Linked DNA regions of Mus musculus: region 1 is linked to region 2. Evidence: chromatin contacts called from public HiChIP or PLAC-seq data. All regions are on one chromosome and are shown on one strand. Each heading gives the region's core, a stretch centred on a gene start, on an enhancer-like site or on the middle of the called end of the contact. The rest is flanking DNA. Distances are from core to core; before and after follow the strand shown. Region 1 holds the start of Nufip1 (nuclear fragile X mental retardation protein interacting protein 1). Region 2 has its middle 16 kb from the start of Gm4285.

Region 1 (6,783 bases), core at 2,400-4,899, 280 kb before region 2:
ACTCAGAGTCTCTCCTAGGGTGACCACATGGGAGGCACAGCTCTCTTCCCTCCCAGGTAGCCATGGAGGGGCACATATGCAAATGCTGCCACAGGCCCTCCTCTCCATGAAGCAGTGGGCTCCCCACCCCAAACCCCAAGTACTGTCCCCATGCAGCAAGTCAGCAAACATTTCTTTAAAATCTAACTTATGAGGAAAGTAAGTTTACCAAAAATACAAACTAAAGGCCATCTCTGTATCAGTTCAGAACAACCATGAAAACCTACTTTTGTATGTTCAGACATGTGTGTGTCATACTTTTCTTGATTTTTAAAGCCACGATCACAGGTATCACAGAAAAAATGGAAAACCGGTTCCTTTCTTTTCTGCAAAACAAAAGAAGCAGTTTAAGACTATGGTGGGAAATCTCCGTTTAACCAAACACAAAGACCCCAGGAATACATATTTGACTTGTTTTAAAACATACCCCTGGGGTGGGGAGGCTTCCTTTAAAAAAAAATCAATATAGCAAAATTCAAGCACAATAGGCAAAATTTAAATCTAAAAAGAGCTAACGCAAACTCTAAATAGATTTCAAGTTGGAGACCTAATGAAGATTCGGTACAGCACCTGTCACGTTCCAGAAGTACTCATATCTCATAGAGGATGTTACTAGGCTAGAAACTGACATAGAAGTACTCTCCGTTTTTTAAATATTATGCTACTGTTAACATTAAATGGACTGTTCATTGATAAGTTGTACTCCTGTAATACTTACAGTATGAGTTGCACAGCTTTCACAGTAAAAGGACACTAATTTCATGTTCTAGACACTAGTCAACTTACTCTAAACTAATTGTGTGACTTAAAGAAGAGGAAACCTGGTCTGTAAGTTAGGTTCAGGAAATAATAAAGAAAACCCGTGTTAATGTAGCATTTGCTTGTGAGGCATAACCAGGCATCATTCCTCATTTGAAAAAAAAAAGAAAAAAAGGTTGCCCAGTCAGAGAGAGGCCTCAGCGGGTAAAAGCACCTGCTGCCAAGCCTTAGGACCTGAGTTCAATTCCCCGGGACCCACATGGTAGGCTAACTGACACCTGCAAGGTATTTTCTTAACTCCACACATACACACCCATTCCCAACAGAAATAAATGTAAAATAAGAAAAAGGCTTTCATAACAATGACAAATACCCAGTATTGAAAAGATGAAAACCTTACAACCAGAACAAAAACATTAATAACACAATATATCCTGTCTGAATTTAAGACATGCACACAACTTGGGTAAATATAAACTCTCCTAAATTAGAAACATTAGATTATAGCTTGAATTTAACAAGAAAAAAAAAAAAAAGGAAGGGGGGCGCTCTGCTTTTATTTCACAGATTCTTCTACACTAAAAAGCAGCCAAGATTGCTGGGCATGGGGGCTCACACCTTTAATCCCAGCACTAGAAGGGAGGTAGAAGCAGGCTGAATCTGATCTACTAATTGAATCTAAGACAGCCAGGGATCTGTTAAACAGAGAAATCCTGTCTCAAAAAACAGCAAGATGCCGGGCGTGGTGGCGCATGCCTTTAATCCCAGCACTCGGAAGGCAGAGGCAGGTGGATTTCTGAGTTCGAGGCCAGCCTGGTCTACAAAGTGAGCTCCAGGACAGCCAGGGCTATACAGAGAAACCCTGCCTCGAAAAAACAAACAAACAAACAAACAAAAAAAACAAAAAACAAAAAAAAACAAAAACCAAAAAACAGCAAGATTATGAAAAATAAAAGATTTGTTATTACAATTTGGCTTGGCTTCCAACTCAGTTAAGAAAAACTTGGGATTCCCAGTCTTCTCCTAAAGTTCCAGCTGTCAGTCCCAATCTTCATAGTTTTTTGAACTAGTGGTTCTCAAACTTCCTAATGTTGTAACCCTTTAATACATTCCTCATGTTCTGGTGACCCCCCCAACCCTAAAATTACTTTCGCTGCTACTTTATAACTGTAATTCTGCTGCCGTCACGAACTGTAACGTAAACATCTGGTATGCAGCATATCTGATCCGCAATCCCTGTGAACGGGTTCTTCAACCCCTAGGTTTTAAATAAACTTCACTGGTTTTAACACTCACATTTATTTGTAAGCATAACCCCTACTAAGTCTGTACCAAGACAGTTGTTTGTTTTTTGTTTTGTTTTGTTTTTTGTTTTGTTTTGTTTTTTCGAGACAGGGTTTCTCTGTGCAGCCCTGGCTGTCCTGGAACTCACTTTGTAGACCAGGCTGGCCTCGAACTCAGAAATCCACCTGCCTCTGCCTCCCGAGTGCTGGGATTAAAGGTGTGAGCCACCACCGCCTGGCACCAAGACGGTTTTAATGTTCTTTCTTTTCCTATAATTTCATCATTTATTTTTCAATACTATTTTGTTTCAACATTTTACTTATAATTAAGTTCCTTAAACATACTACCCAAGTAAAGCTCTCCATGTCCACCACAGATGTGAAACACTGACAGTTACAACTTAATATATAGAGCAGTAACATTCAAGTTCAAAAGGCCACATTTATCATCTTGGAATTACCTTCGTTTTCTGTTTTCTGTTTTGAGGCAAATTGAATTTTGCATCATGTGATCGTGGAAAATAAGAATGTGTAACTAAAAAAGAAAAGAGGGTTTCATTTAAGATTGCAAAGGTACAATTGTTTATTGATCATTTTTTTCTTAGATTAAAAACAAAAACTGTGTAGGTAGCATGGAGTGCAGGTACTCTTGGAGGCCAGAAGAAAGCTATCGGCTCCTCTGAGGCTGGAGTTACAGGCAGTTGAGAGCCCAGTGTGGATGTTGAGAACCGAGCTTTGGTCCTCTGCAAGAGCAATAGAGTCTCATCGCCAACCCATTTCTCCACCTCCCCCCCAATCAATCCTTTTCTAATGCATACATACAATCATTACTTCCTAATACCTAGTTTTATCTCCTGTATCGCGTCTTCCTACACTGAGGGGATAGGAAGCTCTCAAAAGGTATGGATTTTTGTATGTTTTGTTTACTGCTATGCAAGTAGTCCCCAGTTTTATAGTTGGGTTAAATTAATAAAATTTTGGATGAGCAGGTGGCAGGAAACCTAGTGAGACACATTTTGAATACTCATTACCAGCCTCCAAAACTACAGCGCAAAGCTGAGAGATAAAAAGAGAAAGCTGGGAGAGGAAAGAAAGAGAAAGTAAAGTAGGGCCACTAGGAACTGCAGCTTACCCGGAGATTGGTAAGACGTGTGGTACGTGGAAAAACCATTAGGAGACAATCCCCAGTACCAAGGCGTGGAGGCTTGCAAATTCCAGGCCTGCTGGCCGCTGAACTGAGATTGAGCATCGGGCGGAGCCTGGGCATCGAAAGGAGGCTGCGCCGCGGGAAGAATCTGAGCATCGAACGGTGGAAGCGCTCCGGAGGGAGGCTGGGGCAGCACGTGAGGCTGTCCCTTCCGGCTCTGCTCCGAGCCCGCCACTGGGGACGACAGAGGAGGTGGTGGCGGCGGCAGCATGGCCCAGTACACCCAGTTGTCCCGCGGCGGCGCAGCTTCGCTCGGAGTCCCGGGCGCGGGAGTCAGATCCGGGGCCGAAGGCCACACGGCGGGTGCCGGTTCAGCCATGCCACCTAGCAAGCAGCGAGCCCAAAGTGCAACTGTGGAACTATCATTAAGCGTCACTTCCGTTACAGTAATCTGGCCAATGAGCCCATCGCGGGCTTACGTCATCAGACAAAGCCGGAAAAACCTTCGGGCCTTGCAGCAAATCCTGGTCTACACCGTCCAGCCTGGGTTTAGCTAAACTGCGTGTGCAGGTTGGCTTGGGCTTTGAGCGACTGTGCGTCGCAGCGAATGGCTAGGGACCTGATCGGGCCGGCACTGCCGCCAGGCTTCAAGGAGCACGCGACAGTTGAGGACGAGGAACGGGACCCGAGCCCGGGTAAGCAGCAGCGGGCGTCTGCACTCCCGGGAAGGACTGGCGACCACCGTGGAGTGGGCGCGGTCCGCCCTGGGGGAAAAGCTGGGCAACGCCTGAGTGTTTGGGACCCGATCATCGTTAAAATGACTATACAGTCCCAATTTGCTATTATTACGAATAGGACTGTGCTAACTGATCAATCTTCGTCCGGTCGTCTGTTTAACCCTTCCATCAACTGTATAAGAAAAGATGATGGATGGTGCATGTGTTACAAATGATGACAGCGGCTGATGAATCGGTGCCTAAGACACGCAGCTAGTCCGTGATGAAGCCCAAGTTAGAACCTAGTATCTCTATATCTTCAGATTTACAAGACTCTTGCCAAAGATCCTGTGCCTCTCTCCTCCCCGGCCTGACTTCCCGACCTCATTCTATCATTCCATCTTACACAGCAGCCCAGTGCCCACACAGTTCGAGTTTATGCTTTGACGATAGACTTTTGGGGGTGCTATGGTTGTACTTAAATGCCTGACAAAACGTCCTTCATATACCAGTTTAAGCGTCACCTTCCCGAGCATTGTCACGTCTTCCTCCGGGTTTTCCTCTCCCCAGTTACGCTAATATTTAACACATTCTGTTCAACTAATTTGTGGATATCTCAGTCTCCACCAATTCACTGTGTCTTGCAACCTTAACATGCATCTATGCCACATCAATACCTCGCACACTCTTTCATGCTTTTCCGGCTTTAGTGTTTGTTCCAGTTTGAAGGCCGGCGCTGACTCTACTTGGGAAAGAACAAAACTGACAGAATGTTGATCTGACTTTGTTTTTCTGGCTACCCAGAGACTATGTCTCCGGCAGATTCTTCCTTCCAGATCTTATTTCTAGTGCCGTTATTTTTAAAAATTCCCTTTATTCTTTGTTTTAGGAAGGAAATTTCTACCCAGTTAGGTTGAAGAAGTATGAGTGAATTCAATTTGGTAAATCCCCTGCAATTTCTTTACCTATTGTACAGGTAACAGACATTTGGGTAGATTCTGGTTTTGTTTTTGTTTTTAACTCTTACAAAGAGTGCCACTATGCACTGTGTATGTGTGTGCATGTGTATCTATCTGTCTGTCCGTCTATCTATCTCCTCTGTTATACACCCTCAGTTTCAGAATCCTACCAGTTTACCAAAGCCCTCAGTGAGTATAGGAGTTCTGATTGTTCCATGTTCTCCCTAATCATTTTCCTCTGTCTTTTCAATCTGGTGTTTTGAAGCCATATTTTGTAGTAATTTAAACTTGTATTTTCTTGTGAGAAATTAAATTGAACACTTTTCTAATTTTTTATTATCTTTTTACCACTGTGCTCTGATAGTCTTTTGCTTATTTCTTATTGAAATTTCTTTTGTCTTCTTGATCTGTAGTTTGTAAAATTGGCATACACAGCATTAGGTTCCATTATTTATATTCATGTGTTTGTGTGTGGGTATGTGCGTGTGAATGCAAGTACCTGAAGAGAACAGGAGTTGTGTGGACCCTTGAAACTGGAGTTACAGGCAGTTGGGAGCCTCCAGATGTGGGTGCTGAGATCTGAACTTGGGGCCTCTGCAGTGTACACTCTTAACTGCTGCCTGAGCCATCCTTAAGACCGAATTATGTCATTTTTTAAACAAAACTTTTTGTTAATTCTTCTTCCCACCCCCTCTTATCTCTTTTAGCCTTCAGGCATCTCCCATAACCTCCTTTCCCCTTCTGTGTCTCATGTGTGTCCCCTATTCTTCAATACCTCTTTTAACCCCCTCATAATCTCTTTTCTAGTTTCATAGCTTATATCCGTACTCAGCCCACTTAATATGCACTTGTATGAACATCAGAGAGGACTGTGTATTTGCCTTTCTGAAACTGGGTCACCTCACTATAGAACACTTTCCAGTTATATCCACTTTTCTAGAACTTTTGTGACTTCATTTTTATTTACAGCTGAGTAAAATCCCACTGTGTATTTTACACCATATTTCTGCTATCCATTTATCTGTTGATGGACATTTAGACTGGCTTCATTTCCTTCCTCTGTGTTGTGACTAGGGCATCAGTAAACACAGATATGCAGGTGTTGCTATTGCTGGTTAGTGGTCTTTTTGTCAGCTTGACATAAGCTTTTGGTCATAATTTTTCATCACAGCAATAGTAACCCTAACTAAGGCACTAGGTTTTTTCTTTCATGTTATCATAAGATATTTATTGGATCTATTACATTCGCTATTTTAAAGCATACTTTTCAGTGGCATTAGTTATATTCATACTGTTTGTGTAGCTGCCACTACCACTTCATCTCTGGAATTGAAAGTTGAGCAACAACCCCCCATATCTCCCTGCCCACAGTTCTTAATAGTTGCTGTTCTGTATTGTGAATATGCTGAATTAAGTACCTTGGAGGTGTGGGGCTCAAACAGTCTGTCTGTTTAACCCTTCCATCAACTGTATAAGAAAAGATGGTGGATGGTATGTGTGTTACAAATGGTGTCAGCTACTATAAGTAGCACTTTTCATAAATGCCCTCAGGGTTCATCTCTGTAACATTCTTCAATGTTTCCTTCTATTGAGGACTCCTGGTCTAAGATTTAAACTTTATCGGCCACATTTTACAGAGCAACAAAGTAACACAAGCAGTTTAACTTACACAATCATATAGTTAGTAAGTGGCAAAGTCCAGATTCAAAGCCAAAGACTCCAGCTCCAAAGCTTGCAGCCTTTCCCTCCTTTGTATTAGAAGTACAACCTCTTCAGCCTCCAGCATTGGTGGCGAGTACATAGTGTATTCTCTCCTGCTGACTCTTCCTGTCTAGAATGTTCTTTTGGATTGCTGTATGACCACTGTTGTCTTGTCACTT
Region 2 (7,082 bases), core at 2,266-4,765:
CTGGGAATTGAACTCAGGACTTCTGGAAGAGCAGTCAGTGCTCTTAACTGCTAAGCCATCTCTCCAGCTCCCAAAAGATCTTTTTAAAAGTCTGGCACATAACAGTTTATTGTTACTTTGTGTGGTAAAGTACTTGGCAGCACTGGGCGTGATGGCACACCCCTTTAATCTCAGCACCCTGGAAGTAGAGGTAGGCATAGCCCTTGAGTTCAAGCCAACCTGGTTTATAAATTGACTTCTAGGACAAACAGGGAGTGGCATTATTAGGAGATGTGGCCCAGTTGGAGTAGGTGTGGCTATGTTGGAGGAAGTGTGTCACTGTGGAGGGTGGGGTGGACTTTAATACCCTAGCTGCCTGGAGAGCAGTCTTCTTTAGACTCAAGAAGTAGAACTCTTAGTTCCTTCTCCAGCACCGTGTCTGCCTGCATGCTGCCATGCTTCCTGCCATGATGATAATGGACTGAACCTTTAAGCCAGTCCCAATTAAATGTTGTCCTCATAAGAGTTGCCTTGGTCATGGTGTCTCTTCACAGCAATGGAAACCCTAACTAAGACAGTATGATAAAAGATACAGGAGCTGGTGAGATGGCTCAGCAGTTAAGAGCACCTACTGCTCTTCCAAAGGTCCTGAGTTCAAATCTTAGCAACCACATGGTGGCTCACAACCATCTGTAATGAGATCTGATGCCCTCTTCTGGTGTGTCTGAAGATAGCTACAGTGTACTTATATATAAATATAAACATAAATATAAATATAAATATATATATATATTTTTTTTTGGGTTTTTTTGGTTTTTTGAGACATGGTTTCTCCTACCTTCATGTCCCTGGTGCTGGGTGGAAAGTGTGTGTCATTATATATTGTTCACAGAACTTTTGAAGTATTTGTATTTTTTTCATCTTTATATGTGTGTGGCTTGTGTACATGTATAGGTGTTCACATGTATGTGGGGTTTTGTGGAGACTTAAAGTTGATGTTTTTTTTTTTTTCTACATCACACTTCACTTTGTTACAGAGGGTCTCTATTCACATATTCACAGCTCTGGCTTCCCTGACATGTAGACCTTTTTTTTTTTTTTTTAAGATTTATTTGCTGGGCAGTGGTGGCGCATGCCTTTAATCCCAGCACTTGGGAGGCAGAGGCAGGCAGATTTATTTCTGAGTTCGAGGCCAGCCTGGTCTACATGTCCTGAGTTCCAGGACAGCCAGGACTATACAGAGAAACCCTATCTCGAAAAACCAGAAAAAAAAAAGATTTGTTTATTTATTATATAAGTACACTGTAGCTGTCTTCAGACACACCAGAAGAGGGCATCAGATCTCATTACAGATGGTTGTAAACCAGCATATGGTTGCTGGGATTTGAACTCAGGACCTCTGGAAGAGCAGTCAGTGCTCTTAACCACTGAGCCATATCTCCAGCCGCTGATATGTAGACCTTAAGATGATTTGTCGTCTTAGGATTTCATTGCTGAAGAGACACCATGACCAAGTGTACTCTTATAAAGGAAAGCATTTAATTGAGGCTGGCTTACAGTTTCATGAGCATCATGGTGGGAAGCATGGTGGAATGCAGGCAGACATGGAGATAGAGAGGGACCTGAAAGTTCTACATCTTGATCCTCAGGCAGCAGAAGGGAACTTTGTGCCATACTGGGCATAATGTGGGCATAGGAGACCTTAAAGCCCATCCCCATAGTGACACACTTCCTCCAACAAGGCCACACCTTTTAATAATGCCACTGGCGATGGACCAAACATTCAAACACATGAGTCTGTGGGGGCCATAACTCAAAATCTATCTTGCCCCACCAAAAGAATTAAGGAGTTTTGTTTCACAGATGATCAAAGACTGGGCCGGGTGTTGGTGGCGCCCACTTAATCTCAGCACTTGGGAGGCAGAGGGATGCAGACATCTATGAGTTTGAGACCAGCCTGGGCTACAAAATGAGTTCTAGGACAACCAGGGCTATCCTGTCTCAAAAAAAGGATAATATCATTGAGGGGGTTGGGAAGTTGAAGCCGCAGTGGATGGATCACATACACTGAGCAAAAGTTCAGATCCCCAGAATGCAGGTAAAAGCTAAGAAGGCATGATGGCTGCCTGTAATCCCAGCACTCAGGAGACAGAAGTAGTGGGATCTCTGTGAGTTTGAAGCTAGCCTGATGTGGTGGTTTGAATAGGTATGGCCCCAGCTGTCCTGGAACTCATTATGTATACCAGACTGGCCTCGAACTCAGAAATCCTCCTGTCTCTGCCTCCCAAGTGTTGGGATTAAAGGCATTGCCACCCCTGCTGGGTCCCAAACATTTTTTTTAAAGATTTATTTATTATATGTAAGTACACTGTAGCTGTCCTCAGATACTCCAGAAAAGGGCATCAGATTTCGTTACGGATGGTTGTGAGCCATCATGTGGTTGCTGGGATTTGAGCTCGGGACCTCTGGAAGAGCAGTCGGCGCTCTTAACCACTGAGTCATCTCGCCAGCTCACCCCAAACATACTTTTTGAAAAACCGAATGAGGAAATGAATAATGAAGTCTAGGCAACTGTACCCTCCACCCACGGGTGATCTCAACATTTGAATAAACGATCGTGTGCTTGCTTTTCTTCTTCGAGTGTTTTGCTTATTATTGTTCTAATTAAAGGCAATTTTCTAAAACGCCGGTGTTTGAACCAAGGGCCTCTTGTGCAGCTGCCATGCCACGAAGCTACCCTCCAGCACGAATTCTTAATTCATTTGTTTATGTGCTCGTGTATTAATAGATTCAATTGCTAAACACTCTCTCAGCAGCAGATCTGCAGTACTGGCTGAGCTCGCCATAGCAAACACCTTTTCTTTCTCTGTATTCCGAAGCAGTGGGAATGCATAGCTGGAGTGAAGCATTAGAGAGCGCTGCAGTTGTAGTTCCGCAGTGTGTCCGGCAGATGGCGATGCCGAGATCACCGAGTGCGGTCCTCAAAGCTGAAGGTAGGAAGGATCTGATCGGTTTCCAAATGCTGGATGGAAAATCAGAGCAGAACTTGAAGAGAGGCAGAAGGATTTGGAGAGGTTTTTTTAAAAAAAGACGGATTTCTGGCAGGCACCCCCAAAGGTTCTAGTCCCGCAGGAATCAGGCGGTCTCTGGGCTCTCTTCTGAGGATGCTCCCGCAAATTAAGAGGTCTGGGACCCACTGGCGGGAATTTCTAGGTCCTACTCAGCTGACTGGGTGAGGAAGAGATGCCTCTGGTTCCACTCTGAGTCTCTTATTTATCTCTGTGACTTTTCCGTGTGTCCCCGCCCCACCGCCACTAGCAGAGCGTAGGTGATAAAGATGATGCTGTTCCGTCTGCCGCCCAAGTTTGCTTCAAGGCTGAAAGGGTATCCGGCTGTTGGCAGCGAGGATTTAAGACTGGTCTACTCTGAATCAAAGGCAGGTGTGGCTGTTTTAAGAGTTCTCTCTGTTCCTGTGGAGCGGAACACCATCCAGTCTTGTGATTTGAGAACTGGCAACAACAGGAGTTGGCGCAGGGCCATAGCTGGGCTATCTGTACTTCCGCTGCCTCCCTGCCTGCCCAGCCGCTGTCGCCACTCCTCGCCACTGCTGCACGTGGGGGTGGTTCCTACTCTTCTTTGGGGTCATCGTTACCATATTATCCAAAAGATAAGGCTTAAAAGAAGGAAAATATCTAGAGTAATAATAAAGAATGGCATTGTTATATCGACTGGAACGCTCCACATAGTTACTCAACGCTAACACCTTCTTAAAGGGATTGTTCAAAGGGGTTGAAGGGTTAGGGATGCTACAGTAAGCAAGGATGCATTCTACGGAGAGGCCGCGGAGCACAATCACAGAAACTGGATTTTTTTTTTTGTCCTATTTAATGCTGTGTGTCATGCAAGGTCTCTCCAAAGAGGTGCCATTGAGCAGAGACTTAGCTGGTGAGAAGTGCCACCACACTGAGACCTGGGAGGAGGGCTCCTGTAGAGAGGAGAGGCAAGTTGTCAAGAAGAACCGGGCAGAGGCTGATGCGTAAGGGGGTGAGGGGGCTGACCTGGCGACGTGCTGGACAGGCAGGGAGCCGGAGGGGAGGAACTCCGGACTGAGTGGTCAAGCCTGCTTGTCCAGCTCTGTCCTGGCCTCACCCTGAGGCAGGAGCTATTTGCTTTTCCCCTGGGAAAATGTCACCAGGGCAGATGGGACTCTGGAGTAGTGATGGAAAGTTTTGGAAAACAGATGTGCACAGCGGAAGTTGGGTATTATATAACAGTTTTGTGCACCGAGGTAAGGCGGACTGAATGGCGGCTTCCATTTGGTTTCCTTCCGAACATGCCCCTTGTGTTCCTATGTCTGTTGCTGCTTTTAATCGGTCACTGTTTGCACCGACACTCCACACTGTCCACTCTGCCCGGTTCTGTTCTTCACTGGCCTTCCTCAACCCACTCTCCTAGCTCTCCTCTCTCCTAGCTCAGCAGGGAACTGTCTGAGCTGCTCTGCCACAGCTCTCAGCCAGTAAGTCTCAGGTTTCTAGGTCAAGTGAAATTAGAGCCCCATATTTCCTTTTGTGTAAAGGGCTATCTCTAGCTCGCACCCAGGGCCTCCCCTTCTGTGCATTAAATGATGCCAGCGGAGCTTTCCAGTCATATTTGAGCCAATGTTTCCCCTTCAAAGACTTCCCTGGGACTAGGGAGGTGTCCTGATCAGATATTCAGTGATACACACAAGTTATGATTATACTTTATCCTGGGAAATTACAAAGAAATGCCTTTGTCTTTAGTTTCAAAAAGAGCACACTTTCTTTAGGACTCAGTTGAATGACCCTTGCCCTCACACCTCTCCCTAGATACTGCCAGGAGGAGAATTTTGCCCAGTTTGTTCCTTTCAGATATGGGTCTAATAAGCCTTGTGCTGGCTAGTTTTATGTCAACTGGACACAAGTTAAAGCCACCTGAAGAGGAGGGAACTTCAATTGAGAAAATGTGTTCATAAAATGGGGCTCTAGGCAGGCTGTAGGGCATTTTCTTAATTAGTGATTGATGGAGAGGGCCCAGCTCATTGTGGGTGGTGCCATCCCTGGGCTGGTGGTCTTGGGTTCTATAAGAAAGCAGGCTGAGAAAGGCATGGAGAACAAGTCAGTAAGCAGCCCCCCTCCATGGCCTCTAAGTCAGCTCCTGCCTCCAGGTTCCTACCCTGTTTGAGTCCCTGTTCTGACTTCCTTCAGTAATGAGCAACGATATGGGAGTGTAAGCTAAACAAACCCTCAACTCCCCAAGATGCTCTGGTCGTGGTGTTTTATCACAGCAGTAGTAACTCTAGACACTGCCTGGAAGAGAATCTGGCCCAGTTTGTTCCTTTCAGTCATATGCTTGCATAAGTCCCAACTGTGAGTCAAGCACTGGGGCCAAAACTAGGTCTTTGAACTTTAGGAAGTCAAAACAGAAATACATTCCAGATTCTATAAAATCTTCCTACACATGCTACCGGCTTGATCATCCTCTCTACCTAGGGAAGCAGGTGGAATGGGTTAAGAGGTTAAAGGTCACTGATGTTGCTTGCTTAGAAAAGGGGAGCCATTTGTTCAGGGTCACACTGGTTCCAATTCCAGGAAGAACTGGGTCTAACCCAAGCCTTTGACTCTGATTTTATCCCTCTGGAATTTTAACTGGACTACAGAGCTTGGGCTGTCACTCCAAAGGCCAATGGGCAAAGACAGGGACTGAATCTTTAAGTTGTGCCTCATTCTGAGACCCAGGAACTGAAGAGGGCAGCAGATTAATCTCCCCAACCTTGTGTGTGTGTGTGTGTGTGTGTGTGTGTGTGTGCATGTTAGAGGTCTTCTCTGTCTGCTTTCTACCTAATTTTTAAAAAAAAATATTTATTTAATGTATGTGAGTACACTGTCTCTGTCTTCAGACACACCAGAAGAGGGCATCAGATCCCATTACAGATGGTTGTGAGCCACCATGTGGTTGCTGGGAATTGACCAGGACCTCTGCAAGAGCGGTCAGTGCTCTTAACTGCTGAACCATCTCTCCTGCCCCTCTACCTCATTTTTTTTTTAGACTTTATGTATGAGTGTTTTTTCTGCATATGTGTGCACCACATGCATTGCCTGCTGCTGATGAGAAGAGGGCATAACTGGATACCTTGAAACAGGAGTTAGAGATGGTTATGAACTACTACATGGGTGCAGGGAATTGAACCCAGGTTCCCTAAAAATAAACCCCCAAACCAAAAATTACTCTTAATCACTGAGACACCTCTTTCCCTTTTCCGTCTGTCTGTCTGTCTGTCTGTCTATTTTTGAGAGTATTTCTCACTGAACCTCTATCTTACCAATTGGCTAGACAGGCTGGCCAGCAGGCTCCAGATCCTCCTGTGCCTACATCCCAGTTCTGGGGTTATTAGATGCACACTGGCATGCCCAGCTGGGGGGGTTTGTACTTAGGCACTCATGCATATGTATCTCTGCGTGCAATGAGTGCATGTGTGCATGTATCTGTGTCGATATGTATGTTCATGTGACTCTGTGTGTGTGTGTACACATATGTGCATGTATGTGTGTCAGTATGTATGTCTATGTGTGTTCATGTGACTGCTGGGTTGTGTGTGTGCATATGTGCACATATCTGTGTCAGTATGTATGTCTTTGTGTGTTCATGTGACTGTTGGGGTGTGTATGTGTGCATATGTGCATGTATCTGTGTGTGCATGGGTGTATATGTATGTGTGTATCTGTATGTGTCTATGTTAGGGGGAGGGTACAACAATGGATGACAAAAGTCAGTCATTTCAGAGGTCAGTCTTGCCCTTCCATTTGGGCAGTCCACCACATTTTGAGACTTGTGGTGTTTTTCTCCACATCATCTCTTGTACTCTTCATTAATTTTCTGGATATCTGGACTTACACACTTCTTGAAGTGTCTCAGACCTGTCTACAAGTATGAGTCTTGTATTCCTCCTCTGGACTAGGGTAAGAGGCATATGACACCCTGACCAGGTGTGGTGGCACACGCCTTTAATCCCAGCACTTTGGAGGCAGAGGCAGGTGAATTTCTGTGAGCTTGAAGCCATCCTGGTCTATCTATTGAGTTGCAGA

Evidence for each region. HiChIP or PLAC-seq counts read pairs in DNA pulled down with a chosen protein or histone mark.
Region 1: an H3K4me3 HiChIP or PLAC-seq map of bone marrow-derived macrophages shows a contact between it and region 2, with 5 times the contacts expected there. The contact joins the promoter of Nufip1 here to the enhancer-like site in region 2. A contact is called at or near these places in 1 of 39 promoter capture datasets (the C10 cell line), 2 of 484 Hi-C or Micro-C datasets (B cells and the N1E-115 cell line), 14 of 115 datasets of contacts at active chromatin or transcription factors (T-cell acute lymphoblastic leukemia, bone marrow-derived macrophages, double positive thymocytes and 8 more) and 2 of 9 other capture datasets (adipose tissue and liver).

The regions. Positions count from the first base shown.
Region 1 is chr14:76,107,757-76,114,539 of GRCm38.p6, reverse strand. It overlaps Nufip1 (nuclear fragile X mental retardation protein interacting protein 1), which reads right to left and starts at 3,649. Exons shown (of 10, transcript NM_013745.5): 1 at 3,214-3,649; 2 at 2,543-2,616; 3 at 267-365. The coding sequence starts at 3,607. Gpalpp1 (GPALPP motifs containing 1) reads left to right here and starts at 3,725. Exons shown (of 8, transcript NM_026177.3): 1 at 3,725-3,923. The coding sequence starts at 3,836.
Region 2 is chr14:75,825,459-75,832,540 of GRCm38.p6, reverse strand. No RefSeq gene overlaps it. Among named protein-coding and RNA genes, the nearest start is that of Gm4285, 16 kb to the left of the region's middle. Within about 2 kb of position 3,515, at least 147 of the 459 cell types and tissues checked have an H3K27ac peak or open chromatin away from gene starts, as enhancers often do. A contact at or near this core is called in B cells, the N1E-115 cell line, adipose tissue and 5 more, where this site is marked.